Linked DNA regions of Mus musculus: all the other regions are linked to region 1. Evidence: chromatin contacts called from public HiChIP or PLAC-seq and promoter capture Hi-C data. All regions are on one chromosome and are shown on one strand. Each heading gives the region's core, a stretch centred on a gene start, on an enhancer-like site or on the middle of the called end of the contact. The rest is flanking DNA. Distances are from core to core; before and after follow the strand shown.

Evidence for each region. Promoter capture Hi-C pulls out the DNA fragments that hold promoters and counts their contacts. HiChIP or PLAC-seq counts read pairs in DNA pulled down with a chosen protein or histone mark.
Region 2: a contact with region 1 is called in a promoter capture Hi-C map of embryonic stem cells, with 2.3 times the contacts expected there. The contact joins the enhancer-like site here to the promoter of Commd7 in region 1. A contact is called at or near these places in 4 of 39 promoter capture datasets (the 3T3-L1 cell line, embryonic stem cells, hippocampal neurons and 1 more), 1 of 115 datasets of contacts at active chromatin or transcription factors (embryonic stem cells) and 1 of 9 other capture datasets (adipose tissue).
Region 3: a contact with region 1 is called in a promoter capture Hi-C map of pre-B cells, with 6 times the contacts expected there. The contact joins the promoter of Hck here to the promoter of Commd7 in region 1. A contact is called at or near these places in 4 of 39 promoter capture datasets (the 3T3-L1 cell line, erythroid cells, hematopoietic stem and progenitor cells and 1 more) and 3 of 115 datasets of contacts at active chromatin or transcription factors (embryonic stem cells and memory CD8 T cells).
Region 4: a promoter capture Hi-C map of hippocampal neurons shows a contact between it and region 1, with 4 times the contacts expected there. The contact joins the promoter of Xkr7 here to the promoter of Commd7 in region 1. A contact is called at or near these places in 4 of 39 promoter capture datasets (hippocampal neurons, liver and pre-B cells), 1 of 115 datasets of contacts at active chromatin or transcription factors (T-cell acute lymphoblastic leukemia) and 1 of 9 other capture datasets (liver).
Region 5: a contact with region 1 is called in an H3K4me3 HiChIP or PLAC-seq map of bone marrow-derived macrophages, with 4 times the contacts expected there. The contact joins the promoter of Cbfa2t2 here to the promoter of Commd7 in region 1. A contact is called at or near these places in 1 of 39 promoter capture datasets (cranial neural crest) and 2 of 115 datasets of contacts at active chromatin or transcription factors (bone marrow-derived macrophages and epiblast stem cells).

The regions. Positions count from the first base shown.
Region 1 is chr2:153,631,110-153,634,756 of GRCm38.p6, forward strand. It overlaps Commd7 (COMM domain containing 7), which reads right to left and starts at 1,672. Exons shown (of 9, transcript NM_133850.2): 1 at 1,485-1,672. The coding sequence starts at 1,568.
Region 2 is chr2:154,333,788-154,337,096 of GRCm38.p6, forward strand. It overlaps Cdk5rap1 (CDK5 regulatory subunit associated protein 1), which reads right to left. Exons shown (of 14, transcript NM_025876.2): 14 at 1,599-1,830. The coding sequence ends at 1,744. Among named protein-coding and RNA genes, the nearest start is that of Bpifb9b, 28 kb to the left of the region's middle. Within about 2 kb of position 2,019, at least 17 of the 459 cell types and tissues checked have an H3K27ac peak or open chromatin away from gene starts, as enhancers often do. A contact at or near this core is called in embryonic stem cells, where this site is marked.
Region 3 is chr2:153,107,149-153,110,683 of GRCm38.p6, forward strand. Hck (hemopoietic cell kinase) reads left to right here and starts at 1,320. Exons shown (of 13, transcript NM_010407.4): 1 at 1,320-1,606. The coding sequence starts at 1,545.
Region 4 is chr2:153,030,065-153,033,301 of GRCm38.p6, forward strand. It overlaps Xkr7 (X-linked Kx blood group related 7), which reads left to right and starts at 1,788. Exons shown (of 3, transcript NM_001011732.1): 1 at 1,788-2,534. The coding sequence starts at 1,951.
Region 5 is chr2:154,434,375-154,437,774 of GRCm38.p6, forward strand. Cbfa2t2 (CBFA2/RUNX1 translocation partner 2) reads left to right here and starts at 2,110. Exons shown (of 11, transcript NM_172860.2): 1 at 2,110-2,262. The coding sequence starts at 2,229.

The sequences.
Region 1 (3,647 bases), core at 422-2,921:
TATCTAAAAATAAAAGAGAAAACCACAACAGCAAGCCACCACACAGAACCTAGTGGGGATTAATAGATATCTCACCACAGTGTCACACACCTGGAATCGCAGCACTTGGGGAAGCTGAGGCAGGGAGAACTTAAATCTGAAGACAGCCAGGGGACAGAGAGACTGTCTCAAAGCCAAAAAAGAAAAATCTTGGGGCTCGTAAAATGGCTCAGCTGACAAAGATGCTTGCTTCAATCCCTGGAACCTACACAAAGAAGTGTCAAAGCTCACTTCCTTAGGTTGTTCTCTGACCTCCCCCACAACATATAAAATGTAATACTTTGAAATAACCTTTAAAAAAAAATCAGTAGAATCTCTCTTTCTCCTCCTCTAACCCCTCCAAATAGGAGTCTTCCAGAAATCAGTGGCAACAGCAAAATCTAGCCATTTCCCTGGCCTTTGAAGTTAGACATTTGGTTGTGAATTCCTGGTTCCAGTTTTGCAATTTTTCTGCTTCCACCTTTCTTTCAAGAGGTGGCAATGACAGGTATGGACTACTAATAAATTCTATTTTTGTTATTTACTTATTTTGATATAGGGTCTCACTATGCAGCTCTGGACAGTCTAAAACTCATGAATTAAGAGACCGACCTGCCTTGGCTTTCCAAATGCTGAAGTTAAGGTGAATACTACTCTGTGTTTGTTTGTTTGTTTGTTTTTAATTCTTCAAACTGGCCTGTGTGTGTCTGGGGTTGAGGGCCCCACTTCCTGGGAAGCTAAGACCCCGTCAGGGAAACATCTTGAGGGACGAAGGGTTATTTATCTATTTTAAATGTTTTTTTGACAGGAGGTCTCATGATGTTCAGACGAGGCTTGAACAAGATACTTAATCAAGCCGGGCGGTGGTGGCACACACCTTTAATCCCAGCACTTGGGAGACAGAGGCAGGCGGATTTCTGAGTTCGAGGCCAGCCTGGTCTACAGAGTGAGTTCCAGCACAGCAAGGGCAAATCCTGACTCGGAAAAAAAAAAAAAAAAAAACCAAACCAACCAACCAACCAAAAAAGATACTTAGTGAAAGCTGGATCCTAAGTCCCACCTCCTAAGTGCCGGCATTGACAAGGACCACTGTCACCCGTTTATTCCGTGCAGACGCCCCTCACTTGGCCAATTCCTGCAATGTGAATAGGAGGTGGCATTCGGAGCTCTGCAACAGGGACCAGGCCTTCAAAACAGGCATGGTTCCTTTCCTGGATTGGAAAGGGGTGTGGTCACCGGTCCTGTCTGAGCCTCTTCCGGCTCAGGCCCAGGGCCCCACTTAGGCCGGACCACACTGACACCCACAACCCGTTTGCAGTCGATTTGCCCTCCCTAATCTATTCAAACCGGGGGCCGCTTGGAATCCCCTCATTCCCTCCTCTAGGAGCCTACAAATCTAAGTCCCCACCTCCGGAGTGCGTCCGCCCATTCCTGAGCCCGCCCGCCCCCGTCCAGGCGAGCCCCACCTGAGCGCCCAGCTGGTTCAGCTGCTGCATGTCTCCGCGCACGGCCTCGGGCACCGGGTCCTGCGTGCAGTGCAGGCGGCCCATGGTGCCAGGAACCCCGCAACCGGGCAGCGACGCTCGCTTCCTCCACCCGGGTCTCGCTGCGCTTCCGCAGCCGCACTTTCGCCACACTCCCAGCCGCGGTTCTCGTGACAGCGCACGCGCGACCGCCGGGTTCCAGGAACCGCTCTGAGCAACCCAGTAAGATTCCAAGTCTCTGCCTGGGAGACCCTGAATATAAAGCACTTGTCCCATCTGAGCCTCAGTTTCACAGAATTGTATTATCTAGGGTGGCTGCTGCGGTTTTCAGCCTCCCCAAACTTTTGAGCTCAGAGCCTGGAGCACAGGTCTTCCACAGTTGCTGGTTGCTGTCCACCCCATTGCTGTTAAACATAGGGTACATCTACCTATCGAATATATCAACCATTTTTCTTTTTCTATCTCCTCTATACATTTGGTGTGGAGGATTGGTTCTGGATCTTCACACAGACTTGGCAAGGACTATGCCACTGAGCTACATCAAAAGCTCCCAGAAAATACTAAATGCCCACCAGAGGCCAAGCACTGATAACAGGGAAGGGCATAAACCAGACTATGGTGTCCCTCTGAGAGTCTACACCAGAGTGAAGAAGCAGATCTGAGACTTGGACAGGCATTAGTGTCATCTGGACAATTTCATGAAACCGCCAATGGCTGGGTCCCACCCCCAATCTCTGAGTTCTGAGCAGAAAGGCTTGGGGAACAGCTGGATAATGTACATTTCCCATTAATTCCCAGGAACCACACTTGGAGAGCCTTTGGAATAGAGGAATTTGATCCAGCTAAGGAATGTTGAGAGCCTTGGGCGAGGTGGTGGTCAGAAGGGTTGAGATAGTGAGACCCAAGGCAATCATGACGGAGCTGGGGTCAATCTCAGAGCACGTACCCAGCCCGTTCACCTTCAGAACTCAATCCCTGGCAAGGTGGAAAGACCCAAGCCTGAGTTCTCTGCAGCCACTGGGTGAGTGCTGAGTTCACCCTCATTAGACCTGAGAAAATAGGGGTATATACTCCCTGGGTGCTACGCAAGGGCTGTGCCTGGCATTGCTAGCCTGAGTACCCTGGAAACCTGGGGTTAGAATTGGCTGTCCTTCTGGCACTTCTCTGAAAAGTTTCCCTTTGGAAAACATTGATAAAAAGCTTTCACCCTGAGACTAAGCATATCTAAGAATGTGCAGCTCACAGGACGCAGGTGACCAAGGACAGTTATGACTTGTTCCAACACAAAACTTTAATTACTTAAAACATGAAAGGTGGTCGTATACACCTTTAATCCTAGCATTCAAGAGGCAGAGATAGGGGTGGATCTCTGTAAGTTTGAGGCCAGCCTGGTCTACACCATGGGTTCCAGGCCATCCAGACCTACATAGAAACTCAATCTCAAAGAAAAACAAAAAAATTATAAGCTTTCCTTTTGTAGTTTTCTTTTGTAATTTAATTGCTCAATTCTCAAGCCTCAGGTGTGAACTTTGTAAATGACAATGTCCTGTGGCAGTGGCAAGAGGGTGGACATCCCTGCAAATTAGTTCTTCTTTCTTTCTCTTCCACCCTTTGCTAGACCTTGCCCCTAAGGTCTAGCCATGTAGCTGCCCCAAACTATGTAGACCAGGAACCGAGCTAGCTTGAGTTTGCAGTGTATGCTCCTGTCTACTTCCTAAATGCTGGGATTGCAGGCCTGCCTGGGCTACTATGCTTGCTCTTCTTTCCTTTAGACTCCAAGGACTCACCATATAGTCGAGGCTGGCCTCAGATCTTTCCTTGTTGCTTTTGTTTGTTTTGAGACAGGGTTTCTCTGTGTACCCCTGGCTGTCCTGAAACTTGCTTTGTAGACCAGGCTGACTTTCAGATCAGGGAATCTATCTGCCAGCCTCTTATTCCTTCTGCCTCTGTAATAAACTGAGATTTTGGGCTGATGTCACCATAGTCTCTCATCATTTTATCCATGCATTCACTTTACAGATATTGACTGCTTGCTTTAGGGCTACGTGAAGGCACTGGCTGATCAAGCCTACACAGAAATGCAATATAGAATCTCAGGCTTTGGAGAGGACTCAGGATCAAACTCATAGTCAAACTCATAGCCCA
Region 2 (3,309 bases), core at 769-3,268, 700 kb after region 1:
AAACAAATTTTAAATGTTAAGTGGCAGGTAGTAATGCTATATACTAAATGAATTTTAATTATGAAGTAAAACATAGAAGTAAAAATTTCCTTAGATTTAAACATATATAATAAAGAAAAAGAAAGCAAATCTTCCAAACAACTGTCACTGATGCCTTTGCGCTGAAGAGGCAAATACAGCCCACTTACACAGCTGTAAATTCCTAAAGAGTGGGGAATCATTTTTTAATTGTAAGAGGCTTAAAAGGTAGAAAAGAATGCCATTGTATCCACACTTAGGCTATCTTAGAGTGTTTAAATATGGATGAAACACATTTGTGGGAAACTAAGTCAGAAACTAAGCAACCAACTCTCCTATTTAAAACCTGTCAATAGCTTCTCGAGCTGACGATATCTGTGGGCCATCTTTGAGTTAATCAGACCTGTTTGTAGAAAAATCTTTTAAAGGTTCATATTAGTGCTATAAATTTAGGGTGAAGACTTTTCTGTTGTTTTCTTTATCTTTCTGGCAGACACCAAGTCTCTTTGGTGGCTGGGGTAAAAGGAACAAGAACAACAGACTTGGTAAAGAGAGCTAGTACAGCACTACATGTGACCAAGAGTAGAGACCGGTTCTGATCTAACAACTCTTCAAGATGAACACTGAAATAGAACCAACTGGCCAGAAGTGAGCCAGCACCAAAGCAAACTCCCATGAGCTATCTATCTATCGTGCTAGTCAGCAGAGTGTCCAAAGCAGATCACAGCCAGACACAATTAACAGCTCAGGATGCCCAAATACGCAGTCTGTTTCAGCAGCATATTTTTCAAGGACTATTTCCATTTGGTAGGAGCTTACAGTTTATGAGGATCATTTGCTCAGAATGCATCAAGCTCTAGATGTGATCCCCAGATGTTCCTCCCTGGTGTGATGGGTGGCACATACCTCTAATTCTATCACTCAGAAGTAAGGAAAGGCAAACTCAAGGTCAGCCTGCATTACAAAAAAACCTACCTGGGGGGTGAGTGGGTGAGAGCTCTCTAAACATTTTTCTTCACCAGCACCCCCATCACACATGAACACACACACCACACACACACCACACACACACCATACTCACACTCACACACACACACACACACACAGTACTGGGGATCTAACCCAGGGCCTTGTTTATTCTAGGCAAGCACTATACCAGAGTTATACACAGAGCCTCCTACAATGCTAAAGGAGGTGGGACTTGAACTGAAATCCAGCTCTAAATATCCCATGCTACTATCTCAGTTTGATTTTCTTGCTTTTTGTTTTAACTTCATGAAAATGACTACAATGGTAAGTGGTAAGCCAAGGACCACTGCTCAGATGGCCCACTAATAGGTAAAAACATTTTCAAAAACTCCAAGTGCTTCTACATCTAAATGGGAAAGCTGAAAAGATGCCCATGAGGGAAATCCTCAGGCCAAATCAACCAACCAACCAACCGATGGTGGTTAGCGTGGTTAGCGGCTGAGTAAATAGCAGTACAGAACACTCGTGCTGAGAAGCATCCAACAGAGAGACAGGAAGAACCCCACAAATAAGCCAAGACAAAAATGAAAAAAGTAGACAAGGAAGCCATTAATTTATGAAATTTATTATTGTAACAGTTGTTCTATCGACAACAAAGAAATGTACTCTTCCATTTGGTGCAAAGGTGCTTCAAGACTATTACATGTCTCCAAAGCATGAGAAAAACCTGCCCAAGTCCACTCCTAATCCAGCAGCTCAGGTCGTGCAATACGTCAATGAGTCTTTCATAGTGGTCCTGCAGAGAATGTGTCCTTTCAGGGTCTGAGAGCTGGCAGAGGTGATCTGAAAGAAAACCCATCATAGAAGACAAGGTAACCTGACAGCACCATGGGGACAGGACTTGGATGGAGATGACAGGAAGTGCACAGTGCTTGTGCCGCCTCAAGCCTGAAAGGAAGAGGTGCCAGACAGAACGGAATACACAATCCAGCCAGCCTGGAAGGCCCAACTGCAGTGATCAGTATTCTGACAGGGCACATGGCTGCACACCTGACTGGCTGGAGCCATCAGCTCAGCTTGAGCTGACCTCTGGCTCGCCCAGCGTTAAGGAGAGGGCCCAGCCTTCCACAGGAAGGGAGAACAGAGCCACAGGCTCCTGAGTGGACTGGGCATAGCAGGACACACCTGGGCCTGCTGGGAGCCACAGTAATGCAGCAGTGGACCCAGAGGGGAGCTTTCTTCCCTCCGCAGTTCCCTTCAGTTTGTTGTTACGGAGACCAGAAACCATCTCCCTGACTGCTGGTGCTTTCTACACTCTGTGAACACTTCCTTTTCCAACAGAGAAGGGGCCTCCAGAGCCCTGTGTTGGCCACCAGCTCTGGATGGAGTTTTGTGACATTGTTTTCATTATGCTTTTTTTGGGGGGTGGGGGGTTCGAGACAGGGTTTCTCTGTGTAGCCCTGGCTATCCCGGAACTCACTTTGTAGACCAGGCTGGCCTTGAGCTCAGAAATCCGTCTGCCTCTGCCTCCCGAGTGCTGGGTGGTGCGTGTGCCACCACACCCGGCTATTATGCTTATTTTTATGCTTATTTTTTAAATTACTTTCTATTTATGTCACAAATTCTGGCTTTCCATTTATGGAGGGATCTAGAATGTCCTTTTGAAATAATAAATTTAGGGTCTTTTAAAAAATTTTTTCAGTTACTGGCTGGTACCCAAATGAATGTATTTGTTTGTTAGACATATCTGTGTTTTACATACAGAGTAGGTTTATAATGTAAAATTACAAAGTGAGTTTTATGATTTTTGAAAAGCCAGGAAAGTTAGTATTGTGATTTAAGGCAACAGTCACAATGACTCTGACGCATATGTATGTTCTTCTGAAGTGGCACTTTGTTACTGTGAGTATTTTTCCTTTGGGGTCAGGCAGATCTCTAACACTTTAAATCCCAGCTGTTAAACAAACAAAAAAAAAATGAAATAAATGGATTTTACCAATGAATACACAATTTGTAATGTCCTTGAAACAGTGCCTTGTGAGTATTTGAATAGAGGATATAAATTTTTATATTGCACTTGTCATAAATGTGTTGTTGTGGTTTAAAAAAAAGTTTTGCTCTTACTGAAAATAGACTTTTTCCTCACATAATATCCTGAATACAATTTCCCCTCCTTCTACTCCTCTCAGTTCCTCCCTGCCTTCCCATCTACCTCAATCTACTTCTTTGCTCTCCTTCAATAAATAAATAAATAAATAAGTAAATAAATAAGTAAATAAATAAATAAATGGTTAGCTGGGCAATGGTGGCGCACGCCTTTAA
Region 3 (3,535 bases), core at 70-2,569, 520 kb before region 1:
AACTCTAGAGCTGCTAACACCGCTCGCGCTCAGAATTCATACTTAAAACATAGTACTGCTAAACGCATGCCTACATGCACGCGTAAGCGAATGAATGAGAGATACTGGTGGTCTGGCCTGGCTAGAGGAGGGAGGACTCCTGTACGTTTCTGCAGGTGTGTGTTGCAGTTTAGAGAGTGTTGGTCCCTGTCGTTTTGAATGATGTCTCAGGCTGAGTGGAATATGCCATGCAAACAGGACCTCAGTGGTCTGCCAGTAAGACTTCCTCTCTTCAACTTGGGAGGTCCTCTGAGCAGTCCCATATTCAGCCCAGAATAAGGCAAAGAACTCCCGCGGGCGCCAGACTTTGCATGGAGTTTGAATAAGCGGTGGGTGGGCGGGTGGAGGGAAAACCGCTGCATGTGGGAGGGACCGAAGTGGAAGGGCGGTGGAGACCCACCAGAATCCTAGAGGGAGAGGTTAGACTTATCAGGGCGTGGTTAGACTTAAAGGGAGCTACATTCCTTCTGCGGCTGGTTTAGGATCTTTGAAAGGAAGGATAGGATCGGTTGATTGCTCCAGTGCAGGATTTAGGACCTATGGGATTAAGGTCTCGTAGGGGGCTGGTGGCTGTAGTACAAACTACGGAGAGAGAGGCCCTGGATTCCATTCTCTAGAACACACAAGCGCGCGCGCGCGCGCTCTCGAGATTAAAACCCTTTCAGAAAATTTGATTACAAATCTAGAGAATTTGTAGGGGTTAGGACTGGGAACAGAATAGAAAGTGAGATTGAAAATCTTTCCCCAGGAGGAGGCAGATGGTTTTGCAGGTAAAGACGCCTGGTGCCAAGCGTGGCTGCTTGAGTTCAGTCCCCGGAACTCGGAAGGTGGAAGGTAAGATCCTAGTCCTCCAAATTGTTCTCTAACCTCTACACCGCTCTGAGGCTCCAGGGTACTTACACACATACACGGAAACAATCAACCAGTCAAACAATAAACGTAAAATATTACAATTCTTTAGGGAATCCAAGGGTATTTGGTCTCTTAGGTAGGGGTCCAAAATCTCTGGGGATAGGGTTTAGAATCCTTTGGACAGGCTCATTACATCATGGGGGGCTTAAACGCACTAGTGGGGGAGGGGGACTGGGAATCTTGGGAGGGCGGGTCAAACCTTGGTGTCTGAGTAAGTCCTTCAAGGACTGGTTAGCGCCCTTGAGGACAGGGTTAGCAAAGAAATGCTGAAATTCTTTGGAGGTGAATTTAGAGCAGGAGACAAGAGAGCCAGAGTGGGAGTTAGGCTCTTAGAGGGCGGAGTCGGGGTATTTGGGGGCGGGGTTTGCATCACCCAGGGTGCGGCTAAGGCGCCCAGATGGCCAGTGAGCGCCACTGGGTTGCGGCTCCCAGCTTGCACTCCCCGCGGCGGCTCTCAGACGGGTGGGAGGGGACCAAAGTCGCCCGTGAAGGGGGCTCTGACCCGTTCCGAGCGCCAACGCAGCCTCTGTAGCCCGCAAGTCTTCGTCGCTTGCTCCGGGCTCTGAAGTCCGGGGCCACCAGGGGCCGCAGCGCTGGGGGGTCGGTCTAGCTGCGAGGATCCGGGCTGCCCACGAAGCGAAGGGCGGGCGCCCAGGTGAGTGCGGGGTGAGAGGGCGGGAATGGGACACACCCCCGTCCCCGAGAACGTGCAGACCTCGGGCTCCAGGGATCTGAGATCCTGGGCGAGCTGTGGGGGTGCCGAGGAAGGAAGAACCCGTCCTAGGAGCAACCGATCCCCGGCGGTGGGATGCGCAGTCTACGAAAGGTGGAGGGTACCCAGGTGGCCAGGTGAGGCGAATTGCCGCCACCCAGGGCGACCCTGGGATAGCCCTAGATAGAGGAAGCTCAGGCAGGGGAATGGCAGTGCTGAGCTGAGGCTTCTCTGTCTAACCAGGTTCCCCTTCTGCACACACACACACACACACACACACACACACCAAGAAGAAGAAGCTGGAGGGGAGGGAAAGGCCCGTTCAGTTCCCATTGATGGTGGGTGGGTGGCAGGTCACGCAGGTAGACAGCAGCCATGGCTAAAGGAACAGCCCGGCCAAGACAAGCCCATGCCTGCCACACCCAGGCCTGGCTATAGGTGTATATCTGAGTCCCCTCTTTTACATCTTCCCCTGCCTTCCCAGCTGAACCCCTAACAGGCGTACATCCAACTCCAGAACCTCTTACACAAAGACCACAATCTACCACCATCTCCTCTGTGTGACACTGGGGCATGTCACTGGCTACTCTCTGGATTCCAGCTTCCAACTCTGTAAAATGGGCTGTTTTACATTCATCTGAAGCTGAGTTGTCCAGAGAAGGGGAGCAGTGCTGCTGGGTACTGGAGAGAGAGCCTGGTTTGTCTGTGCCTCTGTTTGCATAGCTGCAGGATGGAGATGGTAAGAGGACAGGTTGAATGTTCCCTATCCAAACTACACCTGATCAGAGGGGTTTAGGATTTCCGAGTGTGGCAGAATTCTGTATGTCAAGTGCACAGCGAGGCATCCTGGAGTGAAAATTAGGTCTTAAAGAGACATTTGTGTATGTTACACGTGCTTCTGTATGTGTTCACTGGTTGGTGTGTACTCTGGGGTTCCTACACACGTGGAGGCCAGAGGACTCTATGTTGTTCTTCAAGCAAAGGCCACCTTGCTTTTGGAGACAGGGTCTATCATCGGCCTGGGGCTTTTGCTGGGTAGGTGAGGCCGGCTGATTAGTGGGTCCCAAGGGTCCTTCCTCCCAGCTGACTTTTTTCAGGAGTTCTGGGGGTTGTAACTCAGTTCCCCCTGTTTGCAAGGTACTCACTTTACCAACTGGGCTATCTTCCTGGCCCGAGATTTTCACACATTTCATTCTCATCCCTCAGAGATAACTAATGACACATTTTTAATGGCTCCTCCATTTTTACATCAATTGATAGCCTCAGATCAGGTGTGGACTTTCCCACTTGGACCATCCTGTCGGTGCCCAAAATGTCTCCGATTTTAGAGCATTTCGGATTTAGGCTTGTGGAAGTTCCCTTACTTTTGAAGGTGACATTAAACTGAAGGAAAGGGAGCCCAAGAGGTGACTCTGCATCTAAGAGCACTCACTGCTCTTTCCAAGGATGCTAGCTAAGTTCTCACCGATCGCTCACAACAACAGAAACACCTCACAGCTGCCTATAACTCTAGCTCCAGGGAATCTCATACCGTCTTTTGGGCTTGGTCTTGTAGGCACCTGCACACATGTGATCTCTCTCTCTCTCTCTCTCTCTCTCTCTCTCTCACACACACACACACACACACACACACACACACACAATCTGAAAGAGGGGCGGAGAAGAGAGAAAGATGGCTGAAGGAAAACTTTCAGAACCCTATTAGATGTTCTTTCCACTGTTCCCGTCCAGCCCGAGAGATTCTCACACCAGCATCACCAGGAAAGGGTGTTAAAATGTGCATTGCTAGGGCAACCACCAAAGGGAGGCCTAGGGAAAGATACTGAGAACTGGCAACCTCCGGGCTGCTGATGCTGCCCAGAAATCTCACTT
Region 4 (3,237 bases), core at 538-3,037, 600 kb before region 1:
CCTTTATTTTGTTGTTCTATGAAGCCAAGAAAAACTGAGTGGTTTACCCAAAGCTGTGGAATCATGCAAAGACTATAGGTGTTCAACACAGATTTCTTTTTTTTTTTTCTGGCATCAGAGCATCAGACTGTACAGCCTGATTTCTGCTACTGCAGTTATCAAACTGTTTATGGGATATATGGAGGCTTCCATTTAGTTAGGACCCAGAGGTGGGATCCTATCTTTGCGGGTCCCATCCGAGCAAGCACCTGTGAAGTCATCGATACAGACCTCTAAGGACTAACAATGGGGTGTCAGGAGCCAGGCCGACTCTCTGACCCCACTTAAGGTTCTATATATATTAGATTGGCTTCTTTAGGAGTGATGAGTCTTTCTGACTGAAACCTCTAGCCTCCTGACAGCCTAAACATGGGCTGCTGGCCTCCAATCCACCTTGGAAAACTCCCTTAGCCCTTAACACCTCCCCTCTGCTTTTAGCTTTAGGCAACAGCTGGTACCCCAACCTCCCAAGCATCACTGAGACCAAAACGGTCCCTGGACACGAAAGGGAAGCCAGGCTGCAGGACAGCAGATGGCTGCTCCACCCAGCCCAGGGCAGCTGTCTCTTCTATCTTCCCTGTCACTCTGAGGCAGGGTGGTCCTTCCACCTCACTTCCTCCCCTCCTCACTCTTCCTCACTCCCTTGAGTTTTCAAAGCCTATTCGAGAGCCACGTTTGAATTTGTTTCTAACACTATGTGATTTTAAGCCACTAAATGTATCTTTTGACTCTATGTTTTCTCATCTATAGAATGGGCAGAACAATATAGACCATATAAATTGTGAGACTAAAATGATTAGCGATTCCTCATTGCTTAGAATAATGACAAAGAAATGGTTCAGTGTCCTAGGATATCCCATCCAAGCCAAGGTGTAGTTGTGTGGGAGTACTCAGGCACATGAGAGACCCCTAGCTCCTCTCATGGACTGTGTTTATAATGTTCCTCTGTTCTCTCCAGTTCCAGGCTGCTGCTTTGTGATCCCTGCTCCACTTTGGCTGCCAAGTCTTCTTGCTAAATCCTGACCTAGCCACCTAACTCCTCAGCTGACATTCTGCAGCAGGTGCCCCCGTTGTCACCTTCTGGCCCTTCAGGGTCCAATCCATCGGAAATCGCCAGTTTTATCGTTCTGCACCCCCACCCCCTCTTCCGGACATCCTAGAAAATGTGGCCTCCAGTGGTGATGGGAGTAGCTGTTTGCACTTGCTCTTTCCTTCCCAAGGGGTTCCCTCCCATCCCTTTCCTCTGCCTTGCCTAATCAGGCTAGTGGCCAGATGAACGCGGTTCCTAAAAGAAAGGTGATCGAGAGACCGAGAGACCGCAACTCAGAGAACCGCAGTTTCTCAGCTTGAAAAAGACAATGAGAAAAGAGATCTCTCAAGATCAAAGGAGGGGATGAAACAATAAGTGAACACGGGGGAACTAGGAAGTGGCGTTGGAAGGAGTGACTGCTAACGGGTTATGGCAGGTGCCCAAGCAGCTGCCCCCACCCCTGTCCTTTTATTCTCAGACCTCGGCCTCCCACCCTCCTGGGACATTGCAAGACCCAAACCACCGGAGGTACCACAGGAGATCAATGGAAAAGGAGAGGATAGGGCGGGGGCAGTCAAAGGGGGAGGCCAGAGGCAGAAAGCATGTGGTTGGGCCCCACGCCTCCGAGGAAGCCATGCGAGGGTGACCTGGGATGCTCTCCCCACCCCGGCCCCCTCCCTTCCCAGGGGGCGGCCCACATCCAGGCCGGAGCCCGGGCGGGGCGGCGCCGGCAAGGATGAATAATTGAGGTAGAGGGGAGGAGGAAGAGGAGCGGCGGAGGAAGAGCGGGAGGCGGGAGCCGCCCGCGCAGGGTCCTCCCCACTCCGCACCCCACCCGCTCCGCCGCCCGGAAGTCGCTCCCCGCCTCCTGCTCCGCCAACATGGCCGCGAAGTCGGATGGAGCGGCGGCCGTGGCCGGCCCGGGGCCCGAGGGGCCGGCGGGAGCAGATCGGGGCGGGGCGGGAGGGCGCGGGGAGGCTGCGGCGGGGATCGCGGGCCCGGGACCGGTGGAGGCGGGGTGCCCGGGGCCACGCTACGAGCTGCGGGACTGCTGCTGGGTGCTGTGCGCGCTGCTCGTGTTCTTCTCCGACGGCGCCACCGACCTGTGGCTGGCGGCCTCCTACTACCTGCAGGGTCAGAGCACCTACTTCGGCCTCACCCTGCTCTTCGTGCTGCTGCCCTCACTGGTCGTGCAGCTGCTCAGCTTCCGCTGGTTCGTCTACGACTACTCGGAGCCCGCGGGGACCCCGGGACCCGCCGTCAGCACCAAGGACAGCGACATAGTCGGAGCCGCCATCAGCACCAAGGACAGTGCTGTCGCCTTCCGGACCAAAGAAGGTAGCGCGGAGCTGGTCCCCCGGCCCGCACCATCCTCGGCCGGCACCTACCGCCGCCGCTGCTGCCGCCTCTGCGTCTGGCTACTGCAGACCCTCGTTCACCTCCTGCAACTCGGCCAGGTCTGGAGGTAGGAAAAGAGCAGGTGAAGGAAGCTTGAGTCTGGGAGTGGGATGCCGCCCCAGATCTGCTCTGGCCTTTCTAGCCCGCCCTGCTCCTGTCCTGACCCTCACCCCGACCCACTCCATTGCCGCTCTCATTTCTTTGCAGTCAGCTCCTCACCTCTGCAAAACTCTGTTGGAACCATAGCTTTGATCTGGCTAATGGGGCAAGATGGGGTCAGAGATTCTGAGTGATGTATGCAGAGAACAAGGGGACACTTGGAACAGGACCACAGCGATCCTTCCAGTCCTGACCCTTCCCCCATGTCCAGGTACCAAGCCTCGACTTAGGAAACCACTCAGAAGTCCTCCCTACCACTCACAGGCACTCAGTTTAGAATTGCAGCCCACCCCAACATCCTGGAAAAGGCAGCTAAATGACTATCCCGCCCAAACTTTCTGGTTTTGTAGAGAAAGGGCCTGGGGTGAACCCAATTCAGCACTGGTTAGCTCCTACTTCCTAAGGAGCTCCACAGTGCCGTCCCATCCCCCAAAAGGGACCAAGGAGATTTGGAATCTTGACTCTGACACTAGATGGCTACTGGCTGACCCTTAGTCTTCAGACCGGATGCTGAGGCTTCATTCAAACTGTTCACTTGCAGGCTTCATCCTTTGCCAGCAAGTAGGGTGCCTGCTGGGCTGAGGTAATTGGAGAGAGGGGGAATTCTAAAC
Region 5 (3,400 bases), core at 860-3,359, 800 kb after region 1:
ATTATAGATGGTTGTGAGTCACCATGTGGTTGCTGGAAATTAAACTGGACCTCTGGTAGAGCAGTTAGTGCTCTTAACCACTGAGCCATCTCTCCAGTCCCCCACAGGCACAGGGTTTCTCTGTGTAGCCCTGGATGTCTTGGAATATGCTCTGTAGACCAGGTTAGTCTTAAAGTCACTGAAAGCTACCTGCCTCTGCCTCCTGTGTGCTGGGATTAAAGATGTGTGCTGTTTTTTGTTTTTGTTTTTGTTTTCTTCTTTTTTCTTTTTTTTTTTTTTTCTGAGACAGGGTTTCTCTGTGTACCCCTGGCTGTCCTGGAACTCACTTTGTAGACCAGGCTGGCCTCGAACTCAGAAATCCACCTGCCTCTGCCTCCCAAGTGGAATTAAAGGTGTGTGCCACCACCGCCCTGCGTGTAGCTGAATTTTTGATCTCTTCCCAAGTGCCACTTTACGGGATTACAGGTGTGTGCCATTTCACCTGGCAATGCCACCGCGGCTCACCCAGTTTGGCCTCTAAATCATCATATAGGGCAACCTTGAACTGATGTCCTGCGTTTACCAACAATGCTGGAAGTACAGGTGTGACCCACCATGCCTGACCTTGTTGTATTGAGACAGTCTCACTATGTGGCCCTGGCTGGCTTTGGGTTGGCAGTTATTTTGCTAGTTTCCCTAGGGTGGGATTACAGGTCTGTGCCACTATGCCAGGCTGGCTTCATTTTAGTTATAGTTCCTGATTTTGAATCTTTGAGAGACAGAATGGCAGAGAACTCATGCTAGGATCAGAGTACTTTCTTGGGTTGCTCGGAGGATTTATGTTTTGAGTTTGCTAACAGAAATAGGTGGACAACCCAGTGGGAGAGACTCTAGCGAATGTGTAGAAAAGGGGAGAAACTGTATTTGGTACTGAGATGGTTAATTGCAGAGTGTATAAAAGCAGCTGTTGAAGACAGGCTAGTGACTCTTGCTTACAATCCCAGCACTTGGGAGGCCACGGGAGGAGGATGTGTGAGAGTTCCAGGCTTTTGTGGCTACACTGTGTGTTCCAGCCCAGCTAGACATACAAAATAGGCCCTTTTCAGAAACAACTTTTTGTGAGGCCTGCTGGTGTTATAGACACAGCTTTGGGAGATAGACTTAGAAGTATAGCTTAAGGTTCAAGGCTAACCTGGTGTAGGTCAGTGAGTTCAGAATAGCCAAATGTACATTATGACATTGTTTCAACAAACCAAAATAAACCTGCACTTAACCAGGCCTGGTAGTTCAGGCCTTTAGTCCCAAGCACTTGGGAGGTAGAGTTAGGTAGATAGATTATCTGTGAGTTCCAGGACAGCTAGAGCTACAAGTGAGACTGTGTCAAAAAACCACCACCAACAACAAAAAAACCCCTGCACATACACGTGCCCCTCCTCACAAACACAGACAAACCCCACAAAGCCCCTTGATCTGATACAGAAATCAGTAATGACAGCTAGTTGTTTTAAACATTTAGATTCCTATAGCCGCAAAAGATGTAGAAATCTGCGAGATAGCTAATTTGGCAAAGATGCTTGCTGTCAAACAAACTTGATGCCCGAAATTTGACCTGCTGGATCCACAGGGTGAAAGGAGAGCCTGCTCCCGACTTGTTCTCTGACATTCACATACATGCGTTGGACTCCCTCAAACATATACACGCACACATATGCAATAAGTCAATGTAAAAACAAATAAGTAAAAGGAGGAAAGAACAATTTTAACACCCAATACAACCGTCAAAGCGTTACAAGGCCTGCACCTGAAACGTCCCTCCCCGAAGCCCCGCCCCGGGACTCCGCCCCCGTTCCTAGGTTGCCGCCCAGGCCACATCCGGAAGTCTGGAGCTCGGAGAAGGGCGGCTCCCTGCGGCCACGCATAGCGCGCGGGAGGCGGGTCGAAGTGCAGGCCGCTCCAGGATAGGACGCAGCCTGGCGCGGAAGGGGCGGGCCAGGTCAGGAGGCGGTGCTTCGCGTGAGCGCCCTCGGGCCCGTCTTCCGCGTGCGTTGGTCTGCGCGCGGGAGCGCGCGGCGGGGGCGTGCCGGGGCTGTCTGGGGGCGGGGCGGCGCGCGGCCTAACGGCGGCGGCGGCAGCGGCGGCGGCGGCGCTGGTGCGGGCGAGTTCGGCGGGTGCAGGTCCCGGCCTGCGCCTGCGGAGGGCTCAGGCAGAGGGTCGAAGCGAGCGGCGCTCGCGACAGACTGCGCTCCGCGATGGTGGGCGTCCCTGGAGCGGCCGCCTTCCAACGTAAGTGGGGCGGGAAGGCGGACGGCTGAGGGGTGTGTGTTGAGGGGCCTGCTGCTCCATAGGCGGGAGGCTTTGCAGAGGCCCCCCGGCGGGAGGCCTGGGCAGGGAAACTGAGGCCGGGATTGGGGCACTGGATCCAAGGTCATGCGGCTCCCCGGCCTTCCGGGGCCCTCGGGGCTATCCCGGCGCTTCCTGTGGGGCTCGCGGCTCCGGGTGCTGAGCAGGACTGTGTGGAGCGGCCTTGGAGCTCAGGCCTGGCGGGCGCCCTATGGACTGTCCGCGAGAGAAGTATTGTTTTGTTTTCGCGGCATCGGGGCTGAAAGTCCGGTCCCGGGAAACACGCCGGAATTGGAGCGACGAGTGGTAGATGTTGGAGGATGCCGGGCTGATATTCCGGAGGGCCCTGTTGAATGTAGGCTCTGGGGTCGGACTGCTTTGGGTTCATGTCCTGGCTCCCTCGCGAGTAGGCTGTGACCTTGGCGCTCCAAAAGTCTCAGTTGCTCGATCTGAAAAATGGGTTGTGAGGAACGTACTCTGAATGCTCTGTAGTAGGGTTTAGTGAATCCAGTAAAATCCCCTGAACACACAGTTGCACATCATACTCAAGTGTGAAAACTCACTATCGTAATCACAGTTTGTTATGTGTGTTCCTCGGAAAAGTCCGAAGTTGGCGTCTGGTTGTGTTTTGTTAGTTTGTTTAATATTGTCTTTGACTAGTCCTACTATGTGACTCAGTTGTGTTTTTATTCTTACCTCCATTTCGCTATCCCATTTACAGACGTTCTTCCTAGAATTGTAAGATCCTTGGAGGAGGGATGGCATCGTTTAATAAGAACAATAAAAATTTAATTGTCATTAAAATAGCAGTAATAGCCAACATTACTTGAGCACCAGGCAATTTGCATTCGATTCATTTAATATTTATTAAATCATCTAAATACAAATTATCACTCTAAGTCCAGAGACTATGGCAACAAACTTGACAGACTAGATTCTGAATTTGAGTTTAAGAGAGGGACTCGTGCTTTGTGGATATTTCTTTGTCTATGCCAGGTGACAGTCTAAAAACAGGTATTTGAGGCACGTTGGAGGCTGAGTTTGAGGTCAGCCTGATCTATACAGGCCAGCCAGGGTTACA